Linked DNA regions of Mus musculus: region 1 is linked to region 2. Evidence: chromatin contacts called from public HiChIP or PLAC-seq data. All regions are on one chromosome and are shown on one strand. Each heading gives the region's core, a stretch centred on a gene start, on an enhancer-like site or on the middle of the called end of the contact. The rest is flanking DNA. Distances are from core to core; before and after follow the strand shown. Region 1 has its middle 34 kb from the start of Gm33502. Region 2 holds the start of Lsg1 (large 60S subunit nuclear export GTPase 1).

Region 1 (6,879 bases), core at 1,316-3,815, 170 kb after region 2:
ACAGTGGGTGAGGTTGTACAGGGCAAAGAGAAAAGGGTGTTAGGTTATGTAAGATGGCCCTCTTTGTGTTCCAGGCAGAGACCCAGCTTCTCTACAGGAATGGTCTAGGCTTTTGCTCATGTGGCCAGTGGGGGATAGAATCCACCTCAAGGAAATTTGGTGACTGTGGAAGGGAAAAAATCAGGGATAGTGGTAGGGCAACAGTAGACCCTGGGATGATTCTGTTCCTCTGGGCATACTTGGTAATGTCTGGAGACACTCTTGGTCAACTTCGGTTGGTAAGTTCAACCTTTGGCTACTTTGGACTGTCATTAAAGAAGAGGCGATTAATGCTCAGAGACAGTAAATTCTGGTTCAAACTCAGTTTCAAGCTGTGGTGTTTGGTTCTTAGTGGTGATGGTGAAGCAGCTGGCCAAGGTTTTGGCTATACCATTTTGCACTCTTCCATTTTGGTTTGAAAAGCTGGAGTCAGTTCTCGTTCCATACAGGGACCCATTACTGCCAGATTCTGTGGTCCTGGCTTCATTTTGCTTTGAGCCTCAGCTCTTCTGTCTGCCCATAGACTCTGCAGGTCACTTTTCAAAGGATCCCAGGTATGTGATCTCTTCCCGGAAGCCATGTTAGCCCCAGCTATCTGTCTTTTAAACATCTCTGCTTGATTCTGGGAACCATGGCTATGAGTAAATTTGTTATCAAGATCACTGCAGCATTCAGGAACCCTACACTTAGGGATGGTAGCCTGGGTATAAAGAAGGAACTACAAACAGAGTTTGCCACGTGCAGGGACTGCTGGGGCACCTCTCTGGCCTCCTGAGGGACAACTAGTAAGACAGGGCTCCTTTGGCACCAAGGAGCTACAAGGCTCATTGCTGGAGCTTTCCAGCCCCTTTTCAAGCTGTTCTGTGAGGTTGGTGGACCTATTGTTCCTTGGAGCAGATCGAATCATGTTTCTTGTGGGCGCTAAGGCCTGGCACGCAGCCACTGACTGTGGAAGGCAATGCGGAGCTGAGTACCTCCTTGGTGGTGATACAGGCAGGGAAGACCAAATAGGAAAGACAACTCCTGCCATTCCTAGCAGGGGCCTGAGGGCACCACTTCAGGCTATGTACCCTGTCTAAAAGGAGGGGGAGATCCCTTCCTTCTGGCCAGATAGAGCATCAGCTCTAAGCTTTAAGCAAGCAACCTGACAGATCTTTGTTTCCTTCCCCTAAGTAGCTAGTACATTCTACTACTGGACCAAGGAGTGGGGAAACTAGCAGGAGTCTCTAGACTCCTCCCCAGACATGGAAGCCCTTGCTGAGGAGTGGGGGTGGGGGGTGAGCATGGCTCTCTTGGCAATGGTTCTTGGGGTCTCTTCCCTCACAGCTTCTCATTGTAGCCTGTGGCACAGCTGACATCATAACATGCCCCTAATGAGTTCCCTTCGTTTGCTTCTCTCATGGCTTCATCCCGTTGTTGAGATGATTAGAGGTGGCTTCTCTTCCCTTCCAGGAACACCCAAGGAAGGGAAATGGTTGTAGAATTTGGGAATACAGAGCTCTTAGTGTTTGTACAAATTTATCCGTCTCTTTGTTAACCGCCTTGGTGTCACGGGAAGAGAGGTGAGGCTTCCTAGCTGCACATCACACTAACAATGTCTGCTTTTGCATCCTACCCTGGAACCTCCTGGCATCAGTGTTGGTCTAGAACGTGAGGGACAAATGGGACGTTATTTTTTTCTAAGCAGCCATCTGCCTCCAGACCTGCTGGCTGAATTCATCCCCTCTTGGCTGATTTCAAGAGTCACCTTCATAATCAAAGAACATTCTTCTGTGTTGTTGGACTTCATTATTTTACCCCATTGATCCGTTTCTTTGTTTTGGCATCATTTGCTCTGGGAAGATTTATGAAGTCAAAGCAAACATAACTGATTTGATTAGCCAGTGCCTCTGTGAGGCTTTACAAAAGGAAACCCACCTGATGCTGGGAATGTGGCTGGAGCTGGTGAGGGGCAGGGTAGCTTGTTGCAGTGGGGGAGGGGGGGAAGGGCAACTACTGGCCACTGTGTAGTGATCCTCACCTGTCTCCCACAGTGGGAAGCCAAACACAATCATGTTGGATGGAGACAGAGGAGGCCATCTCGTTCTCCTGTTAGCCTCTTTCCTTCCCAGCTCTGAGACTGGACTTGAGAAATAGAGCGAGGACCTGCCGGCAGACCTTGGCTGGGAACACAGAAGCTCAGTCTGTAAGCGGTTCACTGAGCCATTTCTTGTAGGGAACCCAGTTTTGAACCTTTTCTCTCTCAGCTGATCAGTGACCTTTGCCCTAGCACCCCTCCCTCTGGTCTCTTCTTCCTCTAATTAACAGGACACATCTGGGCCGGGTTCTCTCCTCTCGTGTGTTGGAATCCCATGAAGTGCCACAGCACCTGATGTCCAGGTCTTTTCTACTCTGGCAGCATCTGAATTATTTTCCTGTCAGCCTACCAAATAAGCTACAACCAGATGGACAGATATTTACTGTGTCCTGTGGGTTTTCCCTTTCTCTTCCTGGAGCCACCAAACCACACCCATTCTTTAAAGACTACTAGTCCAAAGGTTAACGAAGTTTTCTAGATTCCAGAAAGATTGAATCAGTTGTCCAGTTTGCTATTCCTCTCCATGCCCACGTTAGTCAGCTTCCTGTCGCTATAACAAAATGATCCAAAACATTATATAAAAGAAATGGTTTGCTCGGCTCCCAGTTTTGAGTGTTCTAGTTCTGTGTGCTCAGCCCCCATTGCTTTGGGTCCATGCAAGATAACAGTTGGGGGCAAGCATGGCAGTGACATCAAAAGTTGGAGCAAAGTGGGAAAAGAACAGAGAAGCTCACAAATACGCTCTGTGGGAGACATGGGCCCATGGGCCATTGGGAGATCGTCAACAGCCAAGCTGTAACAGTGCTAAACCAGAAGACTCGTCTCTTTCCTTCGGATGCCCCGCTTCCTTGGAGACTCTATTTTTCATGTCTTTGCCTCATTTCTGGCTTTCCCTGGGTCTGTGCACTCTTTCTTACCAATGTTGTACCTTTCATAATCTCACAGCTGGACCCTCCATGGCCGCTGAGAGCTGAGCGGCCAGTAAAACACACAGTGCTTTCTAAATAACACAGGATGAATGAACAGATGGGAGATTTCTCCCTCCACTCTTACTACGTCTCGTGAATTGGGAGAGGGTGTAGCTCAAGGTTGCTGAAGGACTAACAACCTCACCAAAACAAGGCTATGGGTTTTGGAGCGACGGGGTTGGTGTTGGGAAGTGGAACATGCAGCCCTATTTTCAAAAGAAGAGGTGGGTATGCTCTGAAAACAATGTCAGGAGGGAATGCGGTATGTTTTAGACAGTTGTAGGCTTTACTGTTAGAAGATGTGTCAGGGTGTTTAGCATAGTTTTATGAAGGATGGGTGGTAATGCTGAAATTACTGCTTTCCTTACATCACGCAGTCCTCACAATGACTATGAAGAATTCGTCCTATTAGTAAAGTCATTCTATAGATATGACTAACATTCAGAAAGGTGAAATTGCCCCCAAACTGTGTAGCTCTCTAGCAGGGTTTGATCCTAGGCCTTCTCTTCCTGAAGGTGGTCATCAAACCTGTCACAAGGGCCTAACCCAAAGTTTAGGACACGCTGAGTGTTTCGTTTCACTCGCCCAGATTCTGTGTCAGCAATGCCACACACCTCAGACGGCACTAATGGGATTGTTCTGCCTGGAGCCAAGGGAGAACCAGTCCTGTGAGACTGTGAGAGCCGAGCAGCTAGTGTCTGGGACACCTGGCTCAGAAGGCTGGCTGAGCAAGCAGGGTTAGCGTCTGACTCCATTGCTTTCTGCCACCTTCTTGAGTGGACCACCTGTAAACTGTGGATAACAGCAGACACTTCATATTGCTGATGAGACGGGGTCATTGTGAACTTAGCAGGTCACGTGGAGACTGGTACTAGGGCCTGCTCAGCAAGCGTTGGTCTCATTGTCTCTGGCTGCAGATGTAAAAGGGTGTGTGTGTGACAACGGGGAGCTTGTTCAAACAGAGGCCTCCAAGAGAGCACCTAATGTTGTTCTTGAGGAATCTGACCTGGAGCTATTCAGCTTGGAATACATTTAAAGCTCGAAACCCTGGAGCAACAGGGGCCTCTGAGCCTAATATCAGACAGCTCCTTCTGAGACTGCCTGGGACCCATAAACTTTGTAGATTCCTCGTTTCCCTTGAGCACTAGCATGGATTGTTCTGTGTGATGTTTCACAAAACTGCAAAGGTCTGGAAGTCAATTATCTTGGGCCGAGCCTGGTGGCACAAGCCTTTAATGTCAGCACTGGGGAAGCAGAAGCAGGTAGATTCCTGTGAGATTGAGGTCAGCCTGCTCTACATACTGAGTTCCAGGACAGTGGCATGTAGAGAGATCCTGTCTCAAAAACACAAAATTAAAAACTCTCTATAGCCTTAGCCTTTGTAATTGTAATGTCTCCGGTTCAGTATGTTCCCTACAGGCCCAAGGGTTTGAACATTTGTTCTTCAGGTGGTGGTATTGATGTGTAAGGTTGTGGAACCTTGAAGAGGATGTGGGCCAATGAGGTGAGGTCTTCAGGGTTGTAGCCCAGCCTCCTGGTTCTAGCTCACTGCTTCCTGATGGCCGTCATGTTCAGAAGCCGCTATGTTAAAATCTACCCTGTATCTTCTCTACTGTGATAGACTGATGCATCCTTTGAACTGTGAGCCAGAGTTAAGCTGCTTCTGTTGGTTGGTATCAAGAACCAGCTTAAGAGACTCCCTCTGAACCCAGTGACATCACCCATGGGCTACTTGCTCTTCACCCCTACCACCCCCACCCCACCCCCAACACACACACACACACACACACACAATAAACCTCTGCCACATGGAACCACATTGGCCTGGAATAGTCTGTCCGGACTCAAGCCTCGATTCCAACACAACAGCTTCTACCAGATATTAGGGCACAGTGACAAGAAAGGTAACTAATAAAACAAAGCAAAGCAAAACAAAACAAAACAAAAAAACAAAACAAAACAAAACAAAACAAAACATAATGTTGAGTTCAAAGGACCAGACCTCAAACTCAGAGAAGCTCTCTTGGTGCTGTTAACTGCCATGTTTGACAGCTTTAGGAGTGTCCCAGCTCTCTGGTGGCCTCGCAGGACTAAGAGGTGCACACCCATTCTCCATGTGGACCAGTTGCCCTGTTCATACTCATTGAGAGCATCCCTCCCTCTGGATCCTCTCCCAGAATCCATCACCATATAACTGGAGGGAGGAACAGTACCTACATCTATACCCCCTCCACCTTGGTGAAGCCATCGTGAGCATGAACTTGCAGAACTATTAGCATACTCAAGACATCGGGGAGGGCTACGTGGGTGGCCCTTCTCCTGACACCAGTCAGCACCTATCTGGCAAAGAAAGACAAACAGACTGGACAAGCACATTTGGGGAGCTCTGGCAGGGCCTCACACAGCAGCTGCTGATCTCCACAGTGCTGCAGGCAGCCTCCCAGCCTCAGTAAACCCTCAGAGACACAACACACCCCCATGCCGTTCAGTGGCTCTGCGTTTACAGCTTCACACCCTTCTGCCAAACTTAATTATTGCAGTGACCCAAGATCACATTAAAAGCCGGTGATGTCCCACTTTATTCCTTCCATGAGTTAGAACTTGTTCCCTCTAGATGGCTTCCTTCTGCTCGCCATTCCCACGAAGGCTGGATTGTCCATATTAGTATGAGAATCTCAGGCACTGGGACCACCCCAAGCTTCCCTGCCTCCCAATTAAGTCATGTGAGGTCCCTGATCAGGGGAATCTGTGTACCACAGAAATAGCTCCTAAAAACAGAGTGGCAAGTACTATGGGGGAAAAAGCAAACCACTGAATTTTTCTCTTATTTTTGGAGCCACCTTTTTTTTCCCCTGAGCTCCAACCCTGTAGGAACAGGCTGACCCTGATTAGTCATACTCTCTCTGAGTCTCAATATTTAATCTGCAAAATGGGAAAGATCGCTGTGGGTGTTAAGAGTGGGGAATTCCATGAAAGTATCTGATAAACTGAACTATCATAAGAATGTGATTTCTTTCTGTTCCCTCAGCCTGGAATAATGACCAGCTTCAAGGCCCCAGAGGAGGAAGTGACAGATGCAGAGTCACCCCATAAGTTACGGCAGAACAAGGCCTAGAACCCAGGATTTTAAAAAATTGAATTCAGATTTCTTTCTGCTACCCCCAACCAATCAATCAGTCCATGTTCGCTGTGCTGGTATCTTGGCATCCAGTAAAGTGCTGAACAAGGTTCGTGCATTAATCTTGCAAAGCTACTTGTCCCTCCTGGAAAACATCATTTCTTCTAGGCAGAACTCATTTAAACCATGCAAAAGGCCACACCAGGGAAGGGAATGGCTTGGATACTTGACTAAATTTATGAAAATTACATACCCCACATTACCTAGGGGCTCTGGAAATTTCTGCAAAAACTGGAGCCCAGCCTTGGCCTCCTTCTGTGGCTTCCCCTGCCTACCCTCTCCCCTCCCCCACCCAGCCCCTCCCCTGAGCCCCACTGCCCTATTTGCTTCTTCCTCTCTCTGTTTTCTCCTTTTCCTGTCTGTCCCTCTTTCATTTCTCAGTGATTTAATGACTGTGTGCCCAAGTGTCAGCATTTAATTAGTGTCCAGAAAAATATTTATTTAGGATGAATGAATGAATGAATGAATGAATACATTTAGTCAATCCTCACAGTTTTGGGTTTTCGGGGACACGGGACCTGGTTTCAACTCCTAAGATGCTGAGTGATGTTTGCAGATATTGTGGGTGGAGAAAAATATGTGGGCATTGCCGTGAGACAAATATCCCTCAGGAACCT
Region 2 (7,468 bases), core at 1,162-3,661:
ACACTTACAACAGTGACTAAACACAAAGTGCCAGACAGCAGCAAGGATGTTTTGAACTCAATGATGAAATACAACCTTTGTTCTGTGTTTAAGCCAGGGTCTCACTATGTAACCTTGGCTGGCCTGGAATGGATGTAGACCAGGCTGGCCTGGAATTCATAGAGGATCCATCTGCTTCCGCTTCCACAGTGCTGGGATTAAAGGCATGTACCACCATGCCTGACATCTGAAGCGTTCTTTAGAGCTGAATTTAAAAACCAGTGTGGTCTTTGCCTTACACTCATGGAACTTTCCCATACTGCTTTTTGGATTCATATGAAGTAGGCAAGACGGCAGTGTGACCAGTGTCACAGGCACTAGGTAATAAACAACTCACCAGCCACAAACTCGGTCCCTGCAAGTTCTGCAGTTGCAAGAAAGTCCTCCAGGGAGCTCTGCTCTGTCACAGACTGAAGATTCAGACGACCCCAGTCATAGCCATCATTGAGTTCACTTGTATGCAGCTGTGAATAAACCCAGAGTGAAGAGTGAGGCAGCTCTCTTGTGGAAGCTCTTCGCATCCACACAGCTCTACCGTTGCTTGTACTGGCCTATGTTCTCAAAGTGGCTGGACTCTTCTAGAATGTACACAGGCAATACCTAATCCTAGCTAAGATGGGGGCACAGCTCAGCAGAACACTTGCCCGTTGCTGTCAACAGTGTCGATATCCAACAACGCAAAAAAACAAGATCAAATATTTAAATGAACAGTTTCTTACCTCAGCAAGGGCACGCCCCCTTTATTGAAGCGAATTTTATTGTGTCCTCATTTTACTATCAAGGAAACTGAGGTTTAAATAGGTAAAATAATTTACCTATTGTTCCAAACTAAGTACTGATGAAGAACTAGAACCCAGACTGTCTTGACTCGGCTGGCCAATTAAAAATATTTCATAGGGATCTATGAGAGAGAATATTTTAAAGCCAAGTGTGGTGGTGCATGCTGTCATCAAAGGAGCAGGAGTCTCAGAGACCACAAGTTTAAGGGCCATCGTGAACTGTGTAGAGATCTGTTTCCCCACTCCCCTTAGTCTCCTCTGCCCCAAATCCCAAGGGCTGGGAGACTGACTTGCCTGGAATGACCATTAAAAAAAGAGCTACCTGCTAATTGATTTCTCATACAACCCTGAGTTTGGACAGGCGGTGGTGGCGCACGCCTTTAATCCCAGCACTTGGGAGGCAGAGTCAGGCGGACTTCTGAGTTCGAGGCCAGCCTGGTCTACAGAGTGAGTTCTAGGACAGCCAGGGCTACACAGAGAAACCCTGTCTTGCAAAAAAAAACAAAACAAAACAAAAAACAAACAAAAAAACCCAAAAAACCAAAACAACCCTGAGTTTGATATATACCATCCCAAGTTATATGCTTACTACAGATACAAACATAGTTTTTTTTTTTTTAAACGAAATTAAGGATTAAAAGCTTAGGATTAACAAATATCAGGATATGAGTTAGAATTTCTTTAGATTAAAATTAAACCTCTCCACTATTTCCCGAAGGCCAGTACATTGAGAGTAGTATCAAAAGTCCAGACTTGAACACTGAGAAAGAAGCATGTGTGTCTTCCTCAGAGTTTGGAAATGGGACGATGTAACGGACACGCACCAGGGACAACTTCAGCACAGGATTTTAGTGAGGACTCGGAATGTCCTCAAATACTCTGCTGGGATTAATTTCTATACTTCATTTACTTTTTAAGGCTACCACGATCTTCCCTAAGCTTCTAGAGACAATGTCAATTTCTTACGATAAACCCCAAGGGGGCAAAACAAGGCAAAGCAGAGATCGCCTCTAACGGAACCATCTCTAGAGGATCGATTCTCTGGGCAACTAAAATCGGAAAGTTTAAAAGATCCAAGCATGGTGGCCACGGCTTGTAAACCCAGAACTCTCCAGGCACAGGCACGAGGAAGGCAGTCCTGAGCCAAACTTGGCTGCATACGGAGACTTTGTTTCAAAATTTTACGATAACAAGTTATCTTCTTTATAGAAATATCCAAGAGCGCCCGTGGCTTCTAGAGCATAACTCAAACACAGTGAAACATTCCAACACGATGGGTTCTTCCCATTTTCATTACACACTAGTCCTGTATCAAGCCTCTCTGCGCCCTGCTGGGGTCTGCTTCCAAACCCTGTTCAGGCGCGACTTCTGGCTCCAACTTTTGTAGCATGGAGGCACTCAGAACAAGACAGAAAGACTATGGAGAGCACAGATTTCCTTACCCAGGAGTCAGTATGACGGTGGCTGCGGCTTCGCTGAGTCTGCTGCCGGATAAGTACTCGGCCCAGGGACCCACCACCCGGCGCTCGTCTCCGACCCATAACCACGCATCAACAGCACAAACCACTGCTCAGCACGCGAGGCTTCCGGTTTCTCCGGCTGTGAACCCGGAAGTGATGTAAGAGCGAGCCTAAGTTGTCCAGTCCGGAAGTGTAACAGCGGGGTATTGAATGACTTGTTTCAGAATGATTTTGGTAGATCCCAAGTTTGACAATATTATAGAGAAGAAATGTAAAATTTTTTTCTCGGTGATTCCTTATGGCTACTCCTACGACTGTTTCCATTTTGATACACTGACCGATTTAAGAGAATGGTACATTCCAGACTTGTACTCCACTGTTTAAAGTCCGGCGGGAAATTGGGACAACTGGAAAATATGTCCGCTCAAGTTCACGGGACTAACTCCATCTTCCCCGCGGCTTCCGTCAGGAAGAGGAGGGGACTCCGGTGAAAGAAGAGTGCTTCTGTGGCTCTAGGTGGCAGAAGGTTCCCGATGCTGGTTTTTCTGCTCAGCAATTAAATCGATTTTTGTTTTCCTAGTATTCACTAGTTGCGGAGCAGGGAGAAAAATTCACACATGGGTGAGAGTTTAGAATGGGCAGTTAAAAAGCATTTTCAGAACTAGAAAGTGAAAGCCGGCGGCGTTGCGCTTCTGCTTTCTGGAGCAGAAAAAAAAAAGTTCACATGTTCCAGTGAGCATTGTATCAACATTTTTTATAATTAAAGTTAAAGCGAAAATAGTGATCTGGCTCCACTAATAGATATTCAATGCCCCAAACCAATCATCGGCTTTCCTCGTAATGTGTATATATAAAAAGTCAATTTAAGCCAGGCGTGGTGACACACACCTTTAATCCTAGCACTTGGGATACTGGATGGCAGATCTCCACAAAGAGAGCTCCAGGACAGTCAGGGCTACACAGTGAGACCCTTTCTAAAAAAGAAAAAAGAAATCAGTTTATAATCGACTGTGTTGAATAACATCCTCATTGGGGAGACCACGGTAACATGCTGCTTAGCCATGGAAGTAGTTTTCACCGGCTATAGATCAAAGACATGCTATGAGTTAGGAGTCTTGTTACACTTCCATTATTATTGAGAGTACTCGGTCATTGTTGCTAACTTGTTTGATTAATCTATGTATAATAAAATATTATAACTAAGTGGCACATAAACATGTATATATACACATATATGTGTATCTATGTATACGCACGCGCACACACACACATGCATGCCCACAATATTTTTACTTGTCAGTTAAAATAATTACGAAAAACATCAGGAAGGCACCTAGTCTGTTAACTTTTCTAACTTTAATGTGTACAGAAATTTCCCAGGAATAACCTTAACAGAATGACTGATTCATAAGTTCTGGGTGCTGTGTGTGTGTGTGTGTGTAACACGTTTCCAGGTAACAAGTAACAAGAGCAGCCCAGCCCGTTCTTTTCTGGTGCCGATGAAGACGCTGCAGTGGACTAGTTAGCAGCCAGCAGAACTGGGACCACACCGCTCACCCATTTCTGACTCTTTGCCCACTTCCTTTTTGTGTGCCATACCTCCACTAGACTCTTGCTTAATTGGAGTGAATTTTGTGGAGCTCCCAAAGGAATGACAAAGTCGGTGGCAGTTGGAAAGTCTTTGGGACGGCAGTGCTCACAAACCAGAGAAGGAATGGACGAGAACATGAATTCTCTGTTTCCCAGCATAGAAGCACGACTGTAAAATCTCTGAACACACTCTCCAGGAGGAAGATAGAGAGAAGATACACAAATAGAATTAGAGACAGCATCTGTTTTTGTTTTTTTTTTTTTATGCAAGAGCAAGAGAAATTTTATTTAATCCAGCATGCAGGGGTCACCCTGCATATAGGGAGAGAGCGACCGCATCTGGCACTGTTAAAGTTAACCCTAACTCAAGGAAATGAAGAGGGTTATGCATTTTAATAATGGCAACACTAATAGAGAGTTTAGAGAAAATGGCCATCTCATTACTAGAGTAACCATTCAACCAGTAACTCAAGGCTTCACCTTAGTTTCCTTTTCCAGAGCATTTGAAAAAGGAAACCCTCTTGGCTGGTTGGTTAGTTAGTTAGTTTGTTTAAGACAGACTCATATCCCTCGTCCCATACGGTTTCTCTGTGTAGTCCTAGCTGTTCTGGAATTCACTCTGTAGACCAGGTTTGCCTAACTCAGAGAAATCTGCCTGCCTCTGCTCCTCAGATGCTGGGACTAAAGGTATGCACCACCAGCTCTGTGCTCAAAATGAAAATTTAATCAAAATTTTTTTGGGAGTGTCAAAAGAGCACCAACATGGTAAGATTAATAGTAACTATTCCAAGCTGCCAACTAAGGCACAACCTATTTAAATATTTTCTCACAACACAATACTCAAAGAAGTGAGCCTCAGTTTTCTTATCTGGCTAATAGGAATATGAATAGTGGTCATGCCTTTAATGTAGTAAATGCCTTTAATCCCAGTATTTGGGAGGCAGACAGAGGCCAATCTCAGTGAGTTTGAGGACAGCCTGCATAGAGAACCCCAGGCCAACCAGGGCTATATCATAAGACCCTGTTTCAGAACAAAACAAACAGAATGATCATCAAAATTTTTGTCCTACAAATGTAACAAACACAATAATTCTGCAAGACCATTGTCCAGTAGTTTGTGGAGATACCCGTTTTTCTTCTGCCCCACCCCACCCACACACACCCTGACTGAGCCATATACGTGAGAACCCAGCTAGATAATTGTTCATGGAGAAGGGCAAAGAGGTAAGCAACTGAGGGAGCTGATGAGGCAAGAGCATAGGACCCAGATTCGAAAGAGGAGTGCAAGTGAGGATCATGGTGATGAAGGATTGAATAAAGGGCTGGATGCTGCCAGAAGGAGGGGGATGTGTGGATGAATCAGCCAGGTCCCTGCCCTCTGACTGCAGGAGCTATTCCACCCACACACTGTAGGGCGCAACATAGCCCAGCCAAACTCCTGCCATTGCTTTGTCATGCCATCTGAAAAGCTCATCTACCAGACCTCCACCGGAATACTCCCAATTCCCAGAGCTAAGCTCTTCCATGGAAACCAGGATTTCCCGAGAAACTGATTCCTGGGGGGTGGGGTGGTGGTGGTGGTGGGGAGGCTGCATTGGTTTGGGGTTTGGAAGCCTGTATCAACCTTCCAAATAGCAGCACAGGGAGAGTGGCTCACCCATGATGTTGCATAATAGGTGACTTACCTTGTCTAAACAAAGGCAGTTCCAAGCCCTGATACCCACACCCAGGAACAAATGTTGGGATCGTGTTTCACCAATTCAGTTCCACACTGCTCCCAGGGCTCCACATCTCTCAGGGGAGGGAGACGAGAAGCAGATTGGCTTCTATTTTGGCTTTATCACCCCTTTGCCCAACAATGTGTCAGTGGCTGACATTTTCTCAAGGTAAACACACATCCCCATTCTCCCATCTCTCACCTCTACACACCCTAGTCAGGAACAGCAAAGCAGTTTGCATAAGCCCACAAGTTGTGAAAAAGTCTGGCCATCTTTGTGGAGTGTTGACAAGTCAGTAGGGGAACTCCCTCCTATTATCTGTTCTTTTCCGTTTCTCTAAAATAGAGATGGATGGGTTCTCACCTGCCAGTGAGTTTAAATAACTTTGCAGACATTTATTGGTGGTTATTATTAATGATTGGTTCAGTGCAATTAAACATTGATTGGCTGAGTAAGTTGTCCATGCAAAGGAAATTTGCAAAGGGGCTCTTGTTTTGATTGTATCTTCTATACTATAGGCTATAGTACACACACACATATCACAGCTATAGAAATATATATGTATATATGTGATATATATATATGTATATATATGCCTATGGATAAAAATAACTTAAAACATTTAGGGTGGATGGAGAGATAGCTCAGCAGTTAAGAGCACTGACTGCTCTTCAGGAGGTCCTGAGTTCAATTCCTAGCAACCACATGGTGGCTCACAACCATCTGTAATGGGGATTTGATGCCCTCATCTGGTATGTCTGAAGACAGTGACAGTTTCTCACATACATGAAATTAATAAATACATCTTTAAAAAAACATTTAGGGCGTGTGGGTGTGCGCGCGAATACGCGCAGCTGCATATTTATGTCATGGCACTTCTATAGGAGATAGAGGACAATTTTATAGAGTCGATTTTTCCTTTCCCTGTCACAAAAGCTCTGAGGATGGTGCCCAGGGTACCAGGTTTATGCAGCTAGCCTTTACCCCCTGAGCCATCTTGCCAACCCCTACGCCTATGGATTTTTTTTAAAAAATCAACTCTTACATGTGATGCATCCACGGTCTTATTCATAAATGACTTTACAATTAAGTTTCCCTTTCACAAGAGTCAGGTAAGAAAGGATATCATTGTTTTCCTGCACCTAAAAGTTGTAGCAATTGTAGACAAGTTGAGTCAAAGTTAAATGAAGGAATCTAGGTGAGGGTTTAGTAATTGCCAAATCGGAAATTAACAGAAAGTGCCAGGTTGATCCCACTGGGTCGATAATTTCCTCCATCAATTTATGGATCTCCCCAGCATCTGGACAGTCAACTTTGGACAAGCTCCTGACTGAATGAGTGTATATTGCAGTGTCAATCACCCAGGGTTAAATAATTCCCATCAGCCTGGGAGGGTGGCATGGACCATCAGGTAAAGCCTATTCCAGCAGAGCGCCCCCTACAGACCAGCATTTTTGCATTTTGTCTCTATGACCTCTCCCCTTTAAATCACTGTGTCGTGGATGATGGTGGGATATAAATCTGTGTTGTAAGACAGCACACTGAAGGCATGCAGTGGCTATTTTGTTTATTTTGTTTATGGTCATTTCTATTCATAAGGAAAGGAAAGAGGGTTCTAAGTGGATGAAAGACCAACAGAAGCAGAATGCATGCTAGAAACCAGATCACAGTTTGAGATTCAAATTGGCCTGAACTCTCTTATAATCAGTGGCTCAAGGACGGCAAGTGCAGATCTGGAAATAGTGTGTTCCCTACCACCAGAACTATTTAAGCAACGACTATATAACCAAGGATCAGGGTGCACTGTGCCATCCCTGAGCTGGTTGCCCTGGGTTCTAGAGGAACAAGACAATAGATAGCACTTCTCCAAGGCCTCTGCATC

What was found. HiChIP or PLAC-seq counts read pairs in DNA pulled down with a chosen protein or histone mark.
Region 1: a contact with region 2 is called in a FOXA1 HiChIP or PLAC-seq map of pancreatic cancer cells. The contact joins the enhancer-like site here to the promoter of Lsg1 in region 2. A contact is called at or near these places in 18 of 39 promoter capture datasets (3T3-L1-derived adipocytes, the C10 cell line, the HPC-7 cell line and 9 more), 3 of 15 datasets of contacts at CTCF or cohesin (embryonic stem cells, large pre-B cells and stem cell-derived epiblast-like cells), 28 of 484 Hi-C or Micro-C datasets (B cells, adipose-derived mesenchymal stem cells, bone marrow-derived macrophages and 16 more), 25 of 115 datasets of contacts at active chromatin or transcription factors (the 230-238 cell line, the SCID.adh cell line, acute myeloid leukemia and 14 more) and 3 of 9 other capture datasets (adipose tissue, embryonic stem cells and pancreatic islet).

The regions. Positions count from the first base shown.
Region 1 is chr16:30,755,931-30,762,809 of GRCm38.p6, forward strand. No RefSeq gene overlaps it. Among named protein-coding and RNA genes, the nearest start is that of Gm33502, 34 kb to the right of the region's middle. Within about 2 kb of position 2,566, at least 11 of the 459 cell types and tissues checked have an H3K27ac peak or open chromatin away from gene starts, as enhancers often do. A contact at or near this core is called in pancreatic cancer cells, where this site is marked.
Region 2 is chr16:30,585,178-30,592,645 of GRCm38.p6, forward strand. It overlaps Lsg1 (large 60S subunit nuclear export GTPase 1), which reads right to left and starts at 2,412. Exons shown (of 14, transcript NM_178069.5): 1 at 2,261-2,412; 2 at 377-503. The coding sequence starts at 2,359.